Linked DNA regions of Mus musculus: region 1 is linked to region 2. A link is a contact called in public HiChIP or PLAC-seq data. All regions are on one chromosome and are shown on one strand. Each heading gives the region's core, a stretch centred on a gene start, on an enhancer-like site or on the middle of the called end of the contact. The rest is flanking DNA. Distances are from core to core; before and after follow the strand shown.

The links. HiChIP or PLAC-seq counts read pairs in DNA pulled down with a chosen protein or histone mark.
Region 1: an H3K27ac HiChIP or PLAC-seq map of embryonic stem cells shows a contact between it and region 2, with 2.2 times the contacts expected there. The contact joins the promoter of Platr9 here to the enhancer-like site in region 2. A contact is called at or near these places in 1 of 39 promoter capture datasets (embryonic stem cells), 2 of 15 datasets of contacts at CTCF or cohesin (large pre-B cells and pro-B cells), 7 of 484 Hi-C or Micro-C datasets (the HPC-7 cell line, the P5424 cell line, cardiomyocytes and 2 more), 4 of 115 datasets of contacts at active chromatin or transcription factors (all in embryonic stem cells) and 3 of 9 other capture datasets (adipose tissue, embryonic stem cells and liver).

The regions. Positions count from the first base shown.
Region 1 is chr4:34,907,035-34,913,771 of GRCm38.p6, forward strand. It overlaps Platr9 (pluripotency associated transcript 9), which reads right to left and starts at 4,447. Exons shown (of 3, transcript NR_040652.1): 1 at 4,417-4,447; 2 at 3,817-3,916; 3 at 2,755-3,574. It overlaps Cga (glycoprotein hormones, alpha subunit), which reads left to right. Exons shown (of 4, transcript NM_009889.2): 4 at 32-340. The coding sequence ends at 109.
Region 2 is chr4:34,577,179-34,584,387 of GRCm38.p6, forward strand. Orc3 (origin recognition complex, subunit 3) reads right to left here. Exons shown (of 20, transcript NM_015824.4): 14 at 2,565-2,698; 15 at 775-854. Among named protein-coding and RNA genes, the nearest start is that of Akirin2, 30 kb to the left of the region's middle. Within about 2 kb of position 4,998, at least 54 of the 459 cell types and tissues checked have an H3K27ac peak or open chromatin away from gene starts, as enhancers often do. A contact at or near this core is called in the HPC-7 cell line and embryonic stem cells, where this site is marked.

The DNA of each region.
Region 1 (6,737 bases), core at 3,197-5,696, 330 kb after region 2:
TACCTACCTACCTGTTTCTTTTGCCCTTTAGGCCACAGTAATGGGAAATGCCAGAGTGGAGAATCATACGGAGTGCCACTGTAGCACTTGCTACTACCACAAGTCGTAGCTTCTGAGCGCGCAGAGGGCTGTGCTGACGGCTGCTGAGCCGAGCCATTCAATGGCGCTGTGTGTCACCACCTCCTCCCTACCAGACTTCTGACGCGCTTCAGTTACACACTGCCTCTTTACGGTTACATCCCTTATACTTCAGTACAATCTGCAGTCTCTTCTCGTTAGGGAAATATGTAGTATTTACCACGGTTCCGTCAGAAATAAAGCCTTTTAAATCATCAATCCCAGATGTGCCGCCTTCTTTGAAAACACAGCTGTTTGCTTTTGACAAGGTTGATCTCGGGGTTGAATTGGGGTTGAATTGGGACTCAGGGGTCTGACGCTGGAGAATCTGGCTTCCATCTTAACTTCTGCCAGCAAGCTGTCCATTCTGACAGAAGGTTGTTTATCAGACAGTTCGCTGGGATGGGAAAAAGTGGTATGGAAGTTCTGTTTTTACTCACTTTTCATATCTTCTTTACATCTATCTCTATTTTAATACATTGCATCAAAATACAGATATGCTATGATGACAATGCATGCACATAAACTATAGGTATATATACCACAAATATATCATATATTGTAGATATTTGAGTTGAAATGTTTTCACTGGTGAAAACGTACAATCAAGAAACAAAAAGTAGGGCTGGAGAGATGGCTCAGTGGTTAAGAGCACTGACTGTTCTTCCGAGGGTCCTGAGTTCAAATCCCAGCATGGGAGAACATAGTGGCCCACAACTATCTGTAGTGAGATTTGATGCTCTCTTCTCAGGGATCTGAAGACAGCTGCAGTGTACCTACATATAATAAATTAGTAAATCTTTGGGCCAGAGCAGGCAGGGCTGGAGAAAGAAGAAAAAGTACCTGAAGACAGCTACAGTGTACTTACATAAAATAAATCTTTTTTTTTTTTTAAATAATAGAAAGAAACAAAAAGTAAAGTATATTTCTCTGGGGATTGGGGAAGGCAAAGTCTCTCTAAGCCCAAAATTTCTACTTGGTTTATACCTTCCCAAAATAAAGTCTCTGTTAGTCGGGCGGTATGACTGGGGACAGGCATCACTGTCCTCAGCGACAATTAGACATTGCTCTAAAATTCCAGAAGACCAGATGTTTTTACATTACACAATCAGGCAGTTCTGGGTGTGCATGAATACATGACAAGAGCAAGCTGTCAGTGAGCAGCCTGGGTGCGGGAGGAGCAATACCAAGCACTTTCACTCAGTTCTAGCCAAGTGCTGAGGCCAAGGACATTGCTCTGCAGAGGAGCATGCGCAGAGTCTTGAGTTCAACCCTCAATACCAAAAGCAAGCAAGCAGACTAACAAAGCGCTTCAGAGTTCTGTCCGGGGGTTGCAGTCATATTTCCTGAGCTTTAATATCTACTGTGAACCTTACTTTGAGGACCGTAAGATATCCATAAAGTCCTATTATTGATGATTGAAATTAAAGCTATTGCTAAGTTCTGTCCCTAAAAGAACCTGAAAATTTAAAACACAAATTAAAAGCTTCTTTTTAAAAAGCCATAACCAGCCAGGCAGTGGTGATGCACGACTTTAATCCCAGCACTTGGGAGGCAGAGGCAGGCAGATTTCTGAGTTCGAGGCCAGCCTGGTCTACAAAGTGAGTTCCAGGACAGTCAGGGCTACACAGAGAAACCCTGTCTCGAAAAACAAAAACAAAACAAAACAAAACAAAACAAAAAGCCATAACCACCACAGGTAACGTTTTCAAAAATTAATACCAAGCTGCTCATGGTGTAATATGCGTCTAGTTTCAGCACATGTGACACTTGGTGGGTGGGGGCACAGGAGTTCAAGGCTAGCTTGGACCACATGAGATCCTGCCTCAAAAGCAAGACAAGTGGACAGTGGTGGTGCACACCTTTAATTCCAGCACTTGGGAGGCAGAGGCAGGCAGAGTTCGAGGCTAGCCTGGTCTACAGAGTAAGGTCCAGGACAGCCAGGGCTACACAGAGAAGCACTGTCTCAAGAAAACAAAAACAGGAACAAAAACAAAAACAAAACAAAAAAGCAAGACAAAAAAGTGGAAAATACAGCCGGGCGTGGTGGCGCACGCCTTTAATCCTAGTACTTGGGAGGCAGAAGCAGGCGGATTTCTGAGGCCAGCGTGGTCTACAGAGTGAGTTCCAGGACAGTCAGGGCTACACAGAGAAACCCTGTCTCGAAAAACCTAAAAAAACAAACAAAACAAACAAACAAAAAAAAAAAGTGGAAAATACATAAATATAAATCTTACCCGTCACAAACATATTGCTTTATCACTGACTAACCAATCAGTTCCTTAGTAGATTGGTATACATTCCAGGTGCCACAGTAAAAGGTAAAACAGCTGAGTATACTTTTTAAGACACATCGAGGGGCCAAGCATGGTGGCACACACCTTTAATCCCAGCACTTGGGAGGTAGAGGCAGGTGAATTTCTGAGTTCAAGGCCAGCCTGGTCTACAGAGTGAGTTCTAGGACAGCAAGGACTGCAGAGAGAAACCCTGTCTCGAAAAAAAACCAAAAACAATAAAAATAAAAATAAATTTAAAAAATGTTTAAGACACATCAAAGTACACATGAAGATTGGTCATTGTTTGGTTTTGGTATTGTAAGGGTATGAAAATCACTGAAGGAAGACCCCAGACTCAGATAGTATGCAAAAATAAAGAACATTTATTCTTCAGAAAAATCCAGCATGCTGGGAGCAACCATTCTCTAGACCCCAGACAGAGGCACACAGGCCTTCTTATAGGGAAGAACATTTTATGGGGCAGCTCTCTAGAAGGATTAGGTAATCTAAAATCTCATTGGTGGGTACTGGGGGTGAGGGTCACAGGTGATCGGTGGTCTGCATTCCTATATCATGTGATAAAATAGGACTGCCCTTAGAAGATGGCCTATTATGAGATAAGCTATTTCCCCATTCTTGAGGTTGTCCCCAGGCTGTTCTTTGGGAGGGGGTTTTATGATCTTTTTCTGGATTTTATGGTCTGTCCCTGGAGCTGCTGTCTTAAGGCCTAGTTTCTGGGACTTAGGGTAGCTGACTTCAGACGCACCAGAAGAGGACGTCTGATCTCATGACAGGTGGTTATGAGCCACCATGTGGTTTCTGGGATTTGAACTCAGGACCTTTGGAAGAGCAGTCAGTGCCTTAACCACTGAGCCATTCATTTCTCCAGCCCCAGATCATCCTATGTTTAGGGGGAATTGAAAGGATGCTCAGGTTGTAATGGGGCATCATCCCCATGATCATCCTGATCGGCCAAGTTGACGCTGTGACCATTAGGAGGAAACATCGTACGTAGCCAGACTGGTCTCCACTGCTAGGTACAGTGGTAGATGACACTAACAGACTTTGCTCCGGATCAATTCACACACAAAGTTTTGTGGAAAGCTTTTGGGGCCCCTTGGCAGGAATCTGACATCGGGCCAGGACGAGGAAGTAAGCTCAGGCAGGAATCTGATTTTAGGCTAGAACAGGGAAGAAAGTTCAGGGAGGAATCTTACTTTAGGCTAGTACAAAGAAGTAGGCTTTAGGCATGAATATGACTTTGGGCTAAGACAGTGAAGTAGGCTAAGATAACTTGGCCACCCTGAAGAGAAACTGTCCTTAGAAACAGTGACCTTGGGAGTGATCACAGGACCTTGTTTATTGCCTTGCTTGTTCCTTGGCTATTTCATTAATTAAGAAAATGCTCTATATATAGGCTTACCTACAGCCAAGTTTTATGGAGGTATTTTTCTTAATTGGGGTTCCTCCCTCTCAGATGACTCTAGCCTGGGTCAAGTTGACATAAGAATCAGACAGCACACCTGACAACACCAAACACAACTCCAATTTAACTTCAAGCAATCCCCTGCCTCAATTCTACCCCAATATCAAGCACGACTATAACCCTAACCCCAGTGCTATCCACAATCCCTACCCCAACCCCGAGTTTAATACCAACCCCAATCTCACATCCAAGCCAACACAATCCCAACTCTAACACCATCTCCGACTCTACTCTAACCCCAACTCCAACAGCACATCCCTAAACCCCATCCCACCCCTGGCCATCTCCACACCCAAGCACAATTCTAAACATAACCTCAAGCCCATCCCAAGACTTGCCCCCACCCTATGCCCAACCCAGTCTCCAATACCAACTTCAAACCTAACCCAAATGCCTACCCATACCCTAACCGTAACACCAACCTCAAACCCACCCACCCCTACACTTAACACAACCACAACCCAGGCACCAAAGCCAACTCTATCCCCAAACCCAATTAGCTACAATCGTAACCCCAGCCTCAGCCCGGAATCCAACCTTAACTTTGTATGTGGAATTACAGCCAGCTAAACTTCACCAAAGATCCACTTTCCCTTTTATCTGCCCAATCTACAGCTCTCCTTTATTTTACAAATTAAGGTGGGAAGCAGGTTTACAGGAAATCACCTGAGTGCTGACTCATTCCTTGTTCACAACCACGCACTGGAGAATGGAATTAACATCAAATATAATCAGCCCCAGGGCTATTCACAACAAAGTGCCACTTAAGCAGTGAATTTATGAGAGAGGACAGACTAGCAGAGATCAGTGACAGACAACTCTGTCTGTTCCTCTCCTGCTGACAACTGCCAGCTCAAGCCCCCTAAGGAGGACATTTTCCTTGCCCAGTTCCACAGCTGGTGATGTTTAGTGAACTCCAGAAGTAAAAGCAGGAGCTGTTAGCCTCCACCTGTCACTAGCTCCAGAAGCCTGGGCAGGTGACTTCTACAGCTTTCTTCTTTCCGTTGCAGTATATGTGAAGAGCTGCAGATGTTTGGTAGTTCTTTAAAAAAAAAAAAAGTTACAGGCTATATGGATAATATTACAATGAAAATTATACTTTGGTTAAGAAATTTCAGGCAAATTCACCTACATTTATCACAGGTTCTCCTGCTGCCTGTCTCTTTGTTTTTGGTTTGGTTTGGTTTCTTTCTCACATACAACACACAGTTTTCTGTTCAGTCGGGTTTTCCTGGGGACCTATGTCACGCCACATTCTCATCCACACAGAAAGAGTAACAAATGAAACAGGACGTTCGGGTAGAATTAGAAGCTGGCTGGTCTTTGGTGTGTTTTGCTTATTAGGGCTCTACTTTTGCATCTTAAAGATTTCAAGATCTACCACAAAATTCAGCATATGATAGAGAAGAATTCCAGTCATTCCCTGCCTTTGCACATGCTCAGTCCCACCCCGCACTCCCAGGGCTGTGCACAACCCCTGCCAGGGTCTCTCATTGATTACAATGACTGAGAATGACACAGCAGAGAAAAGACCACATTTTGGACAAATGGTGCCAGGAAAACTGGAGTCCCAAGTATAGAAAAATGAAATTGGACATGCTTCTATCACCTGACACAAAAGTAACTCTAGATGGATCAAAGACCTAAATGTGAAACCCGAGACACTGAAAGTGTTAGAAAATACAGGCAGAACCCTACAGAGTGTAGGTCTGTGAATAGACTTTCTGAAGAGGACTCCATTTGCCCAGGGATCCAGGGCAACGACTGACAGATGAAACTCATAACACTTCTGCAAAGCCAAAGAGATAAATATTTTATTCCCCACCCCCAAAAGCAATCTACAGATTCAATGCAATTACCATCAAAACTACAACACCATTCTTCACAGATGTGGAGTGGAAAATGCTCAACTTCATACAGAAAAGCAATAAACTCAGAATAGATAAAACAACCCTGAGCAAAAAAAGAACTGTTGGATGTTCCACCATTACCAATTTCAAGTTGTACTAGTTAGCTATAGTAATGAAAACCACATGGTATTGGCATAAAAACAGACATGTTGATCAATGGAATCAAATTGAAGACCCAGACCTGAATCTATACACCTATAGACACTTGATTTTTGATAAAGGAGTCAGAAATGCACACTGGAAAAAAGACAGCATCATCAACAAATGATGCTCGTCAAACTAGATGTCTGCATGTAGAAGAATGCAAATAGATCCATACTTATCACCCTGCACAAAACTCAAGTTCAAGTTGATTAATAATCTCAACATAAATCCAGATACACAAAACCTGATAGAAGACAGAGCGGGAGCTAACCTCGAACACGTTGGCATAGGCAACAACTTTCTGAACAGAAAACTGTTAGCAAAGGCACTAAGATCAACAGTTAATAAGTGGGACCTTATGGAACTGCAAAGCTTCTATAAGGCAAAGGACACTATCAATCAGACATAGCAGCAGCCTACAGAATGGGAAAAGATTTTCACCAATTCCACATCTGATAGAAGACTAATATTTAAAATAAAGAAAGTATTCAAGAAACTAGATATTGAAATACCAAGTCATACAGTTTTTAAAACGGGGTACATATCTAAACAGAGAATTATCATTGGAAGGTTCTCAAAGGGCTGAGGAAGACTTAAATGTTCAACAAGGGCTAGAGAGATGGCTCAGTAGTCAAGAGCACTGGCTGCTCTTCCAGGGGATTTGGGTTTAGTTCCTGCCATGCACTGACAGATTGCAGCTCTCTGCAACTCCAGTTCTTGGGAACCCGACATACAAACATACATTTAGGCAAAACACTAAGGCACGTGAAATAAAAACAAATAACTTAAAAATGTTCAGCATCC
Region 2 (7,209 bases), core at 3,748-6,247:
CAAGACAAAGAACAGAATTATAGTACAGAATGGAACCTACCTCTAGGTGGAGACATGCTACTGTCTTCTCCCTTGAGAATTAAGTCAATGGAGGGCCTGGCTGAGAGGCTCCCCTAGAAAAGCTGTTCAACATCTCCTGTAGTTAGTAAAGAACCTCCATGATGTTTCTGGGTTTGTAAGTCTTTCTGAGTACTGACTCAGGCATAATTACTCCTTTTTTTTCTATTGCACATTGGCAAAGCCTACGTACGCTTTTTAAATGTCCTAATCCTCTGGGCTTCCATAGTCTCTAAAGCTATCCTCCTGCCTCGCAGCTACCTGCTGCTGTGCCAGCCTATCTTCCTTACTTTTGGCAGCTTCCACAGGTACAGCTTGCATGCTTTGTTTGGAGAGAAGCTTTAAAATAAAACAACACCACCTAAGAAATTGCTGCTCCGCTTGTTTGGGCACTTGGTTAATTTTTTCCATGAACCTAGACTAAGGACCCCCAAAAGGGACTTCGATTTCCCTGGTATATATAATGTCTCCACTGTCTCCACAGGAGTTACCCAAGATTTCCTGTAGCACTTCTTTCCTGCCTTCTAATTCTATAATTAGCACAGAAAACCAATCCCTTCCTACAGTGTAGATGGCATCAGCATGTCTGAGTTTTTAGCTTCAGTCTGTCTATATTGTTCCTGGTTGTGAAGTAAGATATGAAAGTGATGACAAGAGCACAAATTAAAACAAGGTAACCACCTCCAGTGCAGCTGGAAGGAAGAGAAAGATGCCTACCTTCTGAAGGTGATACAGGTCTGTCTTCTGCAGCCCCTTTGGCTGTGATCCACAGGCATCCTCTTCCTCTTTGCTATCTGCTTTGAATACAACAGAGAATAGACACTGGAAGTAGAATTTATACTTTTTTAAAACATGAGCAAGACAGGCAGATGATGCTCCTTCCAGAAGCTGAAGGCAATACATATTACATTGTTTATATAGTAGTGAGATCTTCAATCACTAGCTACTGAACTCAAGCGTTTCTAGCCAGCAGAACAAAAGCCTATATAAAAATATCATACAGACTTGAAACTATTTCCCTTTGATTAGAAGCATTCCGATCCACCTGCGCTCAACCTTCCACTGTCCTGCTTTTGATTCATTACCGTTTAGCATAAGGAAGGAGGTGTATAAAAGCTATAAAAGTAACTCTAGGAAGAGGTCCCCCTAACTGATATAAACGTATGGCTATGCTGCAGGAGGATGTGGTACTCGCTCTGACTTGGGAACCTGACAATGATTTGGTTCAAATATGATATAAAAATTAGCTAAAGAATGTATATTCTTAAAGAACCAGAAGATAACTCTTGATTTTAGAAAGTTATAACCTAAGGTTAGGATAACTGCTAGCTAAATTCTTTATTTTATTCCATTCCATTACCGTGTTTAAAACTGATTATAACACCCAGCCTGATTTAACCCTCTCCAATTTAATTCTAAATTAAAATAAATATGCCAACAGTGTAAAGAAACCATAGGTGGCAAATAACCAAATATTTCTTCTTGTGAAAATTTTAAGTATACTTTGTTATTAATAACAATTGGTTTTTTAAACCAAGAAATAAAGACAAATCAGCAGGATGGTGTTGTTTTGATTCATAAAACACTATTCTTTATACTGTTGTCAAACATTTTAATCTTCAGCCTTACCATTTGAAAAATGATAATCACTTAATGCTAATTTATCATAGGATTTGTTCGCTAGGTCACATTACATGAACTCTAATTAAAATTATGGTATCTACAGTCTCTTTATGTCCTTAAGAGTTGCTTCTCATTGGTGAGAGTGCAACTGTGATCTGATCTTACACACACACACATACAAACACACTCACTCACTGAGCTGGAAGCCAAGAGAGATTGGCTCTAGTCTGTGTGCTGTATCAATAGCTGTGAAGTATAAAGCAGTTTACTTTTCTTCTCAGAGTTGAGTTTCTCGTAGCTGGAATGATCTCAACTTGTAGACTTTTAAGGTTTTTACTTCTGTGAAATGGTTCAGGGTCACTGCTGTGGAGCTCCCTCTCACACATAACTTGGAGGAAGCAAATTGGCACTGCTTACCACCTTAATCTGTAACTGAGCACCTGTCAGAGACCCCCTGCAGAGGAGCTACAGGGGTCTGAGGACACATTTCCACACAGACAGCTTGCTATAAGTAAAGGAGTTTAAAGACAAAGGAATATCTGCCACAGGAGGGAGTCAAACAAACATTCCAAAGCAGGTATTTCCATGATGCCATGAGGCAAGCCTCTTTCCTCACCCCGTCACAGCACCCCAGATAAGGCAAGAGTACAGAATGGTCTATCCAGAGAATGAGAACTGCCTGCCACCCATTCTCACCTGAAGAATGAAAATGATGTTCTTCCATTTGATTTTCTACATTGTTTAAAACAAATCCAGAGGCGAAATGCCTTTGCCTGTTTGCACTTGTTAAGATGTTACCTTCAGAGACTGGTCTGCTGACTGACACCGAGGCGTTTTGATGACACTCTGGTTAAAGGACTGGCAGGGCGGGATATTACACTTACCATCGAGGTTCTGAAACTGGGTCAGGAAATCCTTTATTTTCTGTGTTGTGTTGCCAAGCTGCTTTTCAGTAGAGGAATCTAAAACCTCAATACAGCGCTGAAGTATGCTCACCAGTTCATCCTTTGCCAGCATTCTAGACAGACAGGGACAGGCCATGTAGCACAAGTAGAAAACTAGCGCACCTCATCAAGTTACTTTTGGTAATAGTGTTTCATCCCAGCAAGAGGAACTTAACTAAGACAGGACTTATGTCAACAGCCGGAGCCAGTGAAAGGAGCCAGGGAAATGGCGGCACTTTATAACCTGAGTTTGATCCCTGCAAACTCACATAGTAGAAGGAGAAAACTACCCAGAGAGTCGTCCTCTGACTTCCACATACATGCCCCCGCCCCTAGGTGCCAACAAGAAATTAAGCACCAAATTCAGACCTAGAATTCCACATTGAGAGTCGAATCCATGACAACTTCAATGTATGAGTTTGTTTTGCAGTAAGCTCCTAACAACGCACTTAGGACATGTAGACTGAACAGTGTTTCGTTTTTCTGTCTGTACTATGTGCTGAGATGGTCGTGGTGAGTGAGGTGTTGGAGGCCACAGAAGCTATTACTCCTGGCTCATTTTGAAACCGTTTAGAACCTCTGAGCGTGGAAGACATACCTAAATGAGATACATTTCTGTTTGGAATGCAAAAGAAAATATGCTAGATTTTGAAGATTTACATTTACGCTCCTGTTCTGCCAACTAGGAAAGGCTGTTTTTCAGACTTTATACAAACAGCAGAAACTGTCTCTGATGTTTTGTACATGCCTTATGAGTCTACAGGAGGGAGACATTTGCTGCGAAGCTGCAAGCTTCTCCATCACGTGTCTTTGGTGGTGGCCCCAGTGTACCAGTCCTTGTTAGAACTGCTATGTCTGATCCTCAGCGCTGTTGAGCTCAGCTTAATAAAAACATGGAAACTATACTTGGTATTTATTGGTTTTGCTTTATTTATAGCCCCAACTTCCACTTTAGATCTAGGCAAATAAATTTTGAAGGTACGCGCGCCTTTTAGTCTGAATTATGAACCTATTAGCAGTGAAACAATCTCATGCAAGTCCCTTAGTCCCTTTCTATGGTTCAGATTCCCAGGGAAAACGTGGCTAACTAACCTGCCGGAAAGGTGTGCTGCACTGGACTGCAAAATGTGCTCAGGGTGCCTACGATAGTACTGGCACACAGCAAGCGCTCGCTCAATAAAAGGCAGTTCCTGTTATCAGCATTACTTCTATAGTCCAGGAACTGTACCCTACTGGATTGACATTTATGGGCTCCAACCAGATTACTAAACCCGAAATTTTATGAGTAAGTTTTTTCCACATCAATGAATTTATGAATTTGGGACTACCTAAGAGGAGAGGGATGACAGATTCCAATAATAAAGTTATAACACAAGGCATCAATTGCCCGGGGTGCTGGAGAGGTGACTTGGGGTAAACTTGCTTACTCCCTAGCAATACCAGCTTACCTCAGTGCCATCCTGGACTAGCAAAGTCTCAGAAACCTTCTATTCTAAATTTATAAACACACAAAAACAATTTAATGACATTTTTAAAATGGGGAAAAAAGGTCTGAGCATGGTGTCATGCACCTGTAACCCCAGCACTGGGGAGGAACTGCAGTGACTCATGGCTGGACTAAATCCTCTTAGCTAGACCAGCAAGGAGTACAAAGCCTGCCTCAGAAACAAAACTTTTCAGTGAAAATCAAATTTCTTTGGGGATTTATTTTCCATATAGTAAGAAATTTCAGTTTCATAGTTACAGTGCACCTAAATCACTAATAATTGTATTCCAGTTTTTAGAATTTGGGTCAGCTTGAGTAAGAATGTCCCCTGTATGTTCATGTGTTTGCACATTTGAGTATCAGGTAGTGGTGCTGTCTGGGGAGGCAGAGGAAGTGCAGCCTTGCTGGAGACAACACAGCACCGGAAGCTGGAGGCCAGCTCTGTAATCCTTGTGGTTCCATGTACTGGCTAGTTTTGTGTCAACTTGACACAGCTGGAGTTATCACAGAGAAAGGAGCTTCAGTTGAGGAAATGCCTCCATGAGATCCAACTGAAAGGCATTTTCTCAATTAGTGATCAAGGGGGGAAAGGCCCCTTGTGGGTGGTGATAAGAGAGCAGGCTGAGCAAGCCAGGTGAGGCAAGCCAATAAAGAACATCCCTCCATGGCCTCTGCATCAGCTTCTGCTTCCTGACCTGCTTGAGTTCCAGTCCTGACTTCCTTTGGTGATCAACAGCAATGTGGAAGTGTAAGCCGAATAAACCCTTTCCTCCCCAAAAACCCTGACTAAGACATTCCAGAAGCCTGCCACCTGCTGCAGTGCTGCCTGCTACCACCACAAAGTAAACCCCCGCAGCTCCCTTCTATACACTGCCTTGGTCATGGTGATTTATCACAGCAACAAAAAGTAAGTAACGTCCTACGGTGCCCGTCTGTTCTTCAGGGCATGCAGGGAATGAGGACTAAAAATAAATCTAGTTAACAGACTTCTTTCTAACAAGTTCCGGTTGCTAGGTGTGGCATGTACACTGCCAGAGGCATAAGGATTCTGAGTTCAAGGCCGGGCCTCTGCTACCCAAGGAGGCATTATCTCAAAAGGAAAATAACTGAATACTGTGTTTACCTCCACATTTGTACCTACTGAGGAAAGTTTAAACCTTGATAAAAACCTACCTCTCATTTTGGTTCCCTTTCTCACTATGGAAGTGACTGCTATCTGCATGCGTGAGGAGAATGCACACGGTGACTTTAAATACAATGCCCCACCCCCACCCCCCACGGCTCATATATTTGAACACTTAGTCACCGAGTAGAATTCTAAAAGAATTGTAAGGATCAGGAGGTGTGGCCTCCTTGGAGAAAGTGTGTCACTGGGGGGTGGGTTTTGAGGTTTCCAAAGCACATGCCAGACCGAGGCACTTGCCTGTGTGTGCCAAGTGTACTGGTGCTCTCTGTCATGATCTCTGCCTCTCCTCTGCCTAGGGACTAGCATGTAGCCCTCAGCTCCTGCTGCCTCACCTGCTGCTATGCCTTCTCCTCTCCCCACAAGAGGATAATGATCAACCTCTGCAACTGTGACAAGCCCCCAGATAAATGCTCTATTTCATAAGAGTTGTCATGGCCTTGGTATTTCTTCACAGCAACAGAACAGTGCCTAAGACAATGCACATGAGTGTGTGGGTAGAAGTACCCATGTGTATGTATGTAGGATACATGCAAGGGATGACAGCAGGGGTCCTCCCTATTGCTCCAGCTCCACACCCTTTTTTAAGTCTCCGTTACTTAGGTGTGTTTGTGTTAGTGCACATGTGTGTGCACAAGAATGTTACAGCACGTGTGGAGGCCACAGGACAACTTGTGAATGTCAGGTCTCTCCTTTATATGGCTATCAATGACTTGCTCAAGCTGCGATGTGTGTGGAGCCAACTGAAAAGCCAGCCCTCCACCTTAGTTTTGGAGACAGGGTCTCTCACTGAACCCAAACCCTGAGGTTTTGGGCTAAGCTAGCTCACCAGTGAGCTTCCAGCCACAATGAGGTCTGAACCCAGGTCCTCTCCAAGAGCAGCAAGCACTGAGGCCCCTCTCCAGTCCCTAACTTGTTAGCTTTTAATCACTTAGGGAAACTCAGTCAGATTGGAAAGTGAAAATTACAAGACTGGCAAGACCTTCTTTCTGAGTTCAGCACCCAAACCTTGGAGGCCAACAGCAACAAGGCTAAGAGGGCCCAAAACCACAGTAAATGTGTGTCCCTTTCTCTTAAAGGGACTCCTTGGGTAAGTTGTTTGTCCTGAACAGAGGCCATGAAATCTCCAAAGGCTGGGCTCCAGCCAGTATACGTCCCCTAGGGAAGAGAGTTGGTGGAAACGGGCATGCCCCAGATGCTTCCACAGGCAGCTACATGGTCAACAGGGATTTCCATGGCGGTGACCCATACCTACAGGAAGGACTCAAGGAGACTGATGACTTTCAAAATAATGGATACCTACATGGTCTTAAAATGCAATAGCAAAGTACAGCCACAACCATTAAACAGTTTTGCAAGGTTTATCACATATGTGAGATTTCAGAATGTTACTGAGTCCCCTTGTTGAAGATTAATCTATTTTCCAGGAAATACTGAAAATGAGAACCAGGAGATACCTACTGAAAGAGTAAACCAGTTGAGTACTTTAACTTTTTCTTCACAAGAGAACCCAAAATTAAATTCAGATAGGAATCTATGCCAAACAATCAAAGCCTTCCTTGAGCACTCCCTAAATCTCTGTCTTTCTGTTCATTCACGATTGATGTCTTCCAGATTCCAATGCCTAAAACTTTATAAATCTAACTAAAGGCTGCCAACACTTGACCCCTTGACACCATGGCCTCCTTCTACCTCAAGTAACACTATGCATCCCCACTTTCCCTTACTGTGAACCCTAAAGTTCTTTCACTGTCTCAGTTTGGCTCCAAAGCAGCTAAGATCAGTTGTTACCCTGTATCACAAAAAAATTGGGTCCTAGATCCCTGAGAAGAAAATGTTAAAAAATAAGAGTGCAAATCAGACACATTCAAGTGATGAAGGTAAACAAGAGGTCTCAGAGCTGGGTATGCACTAAA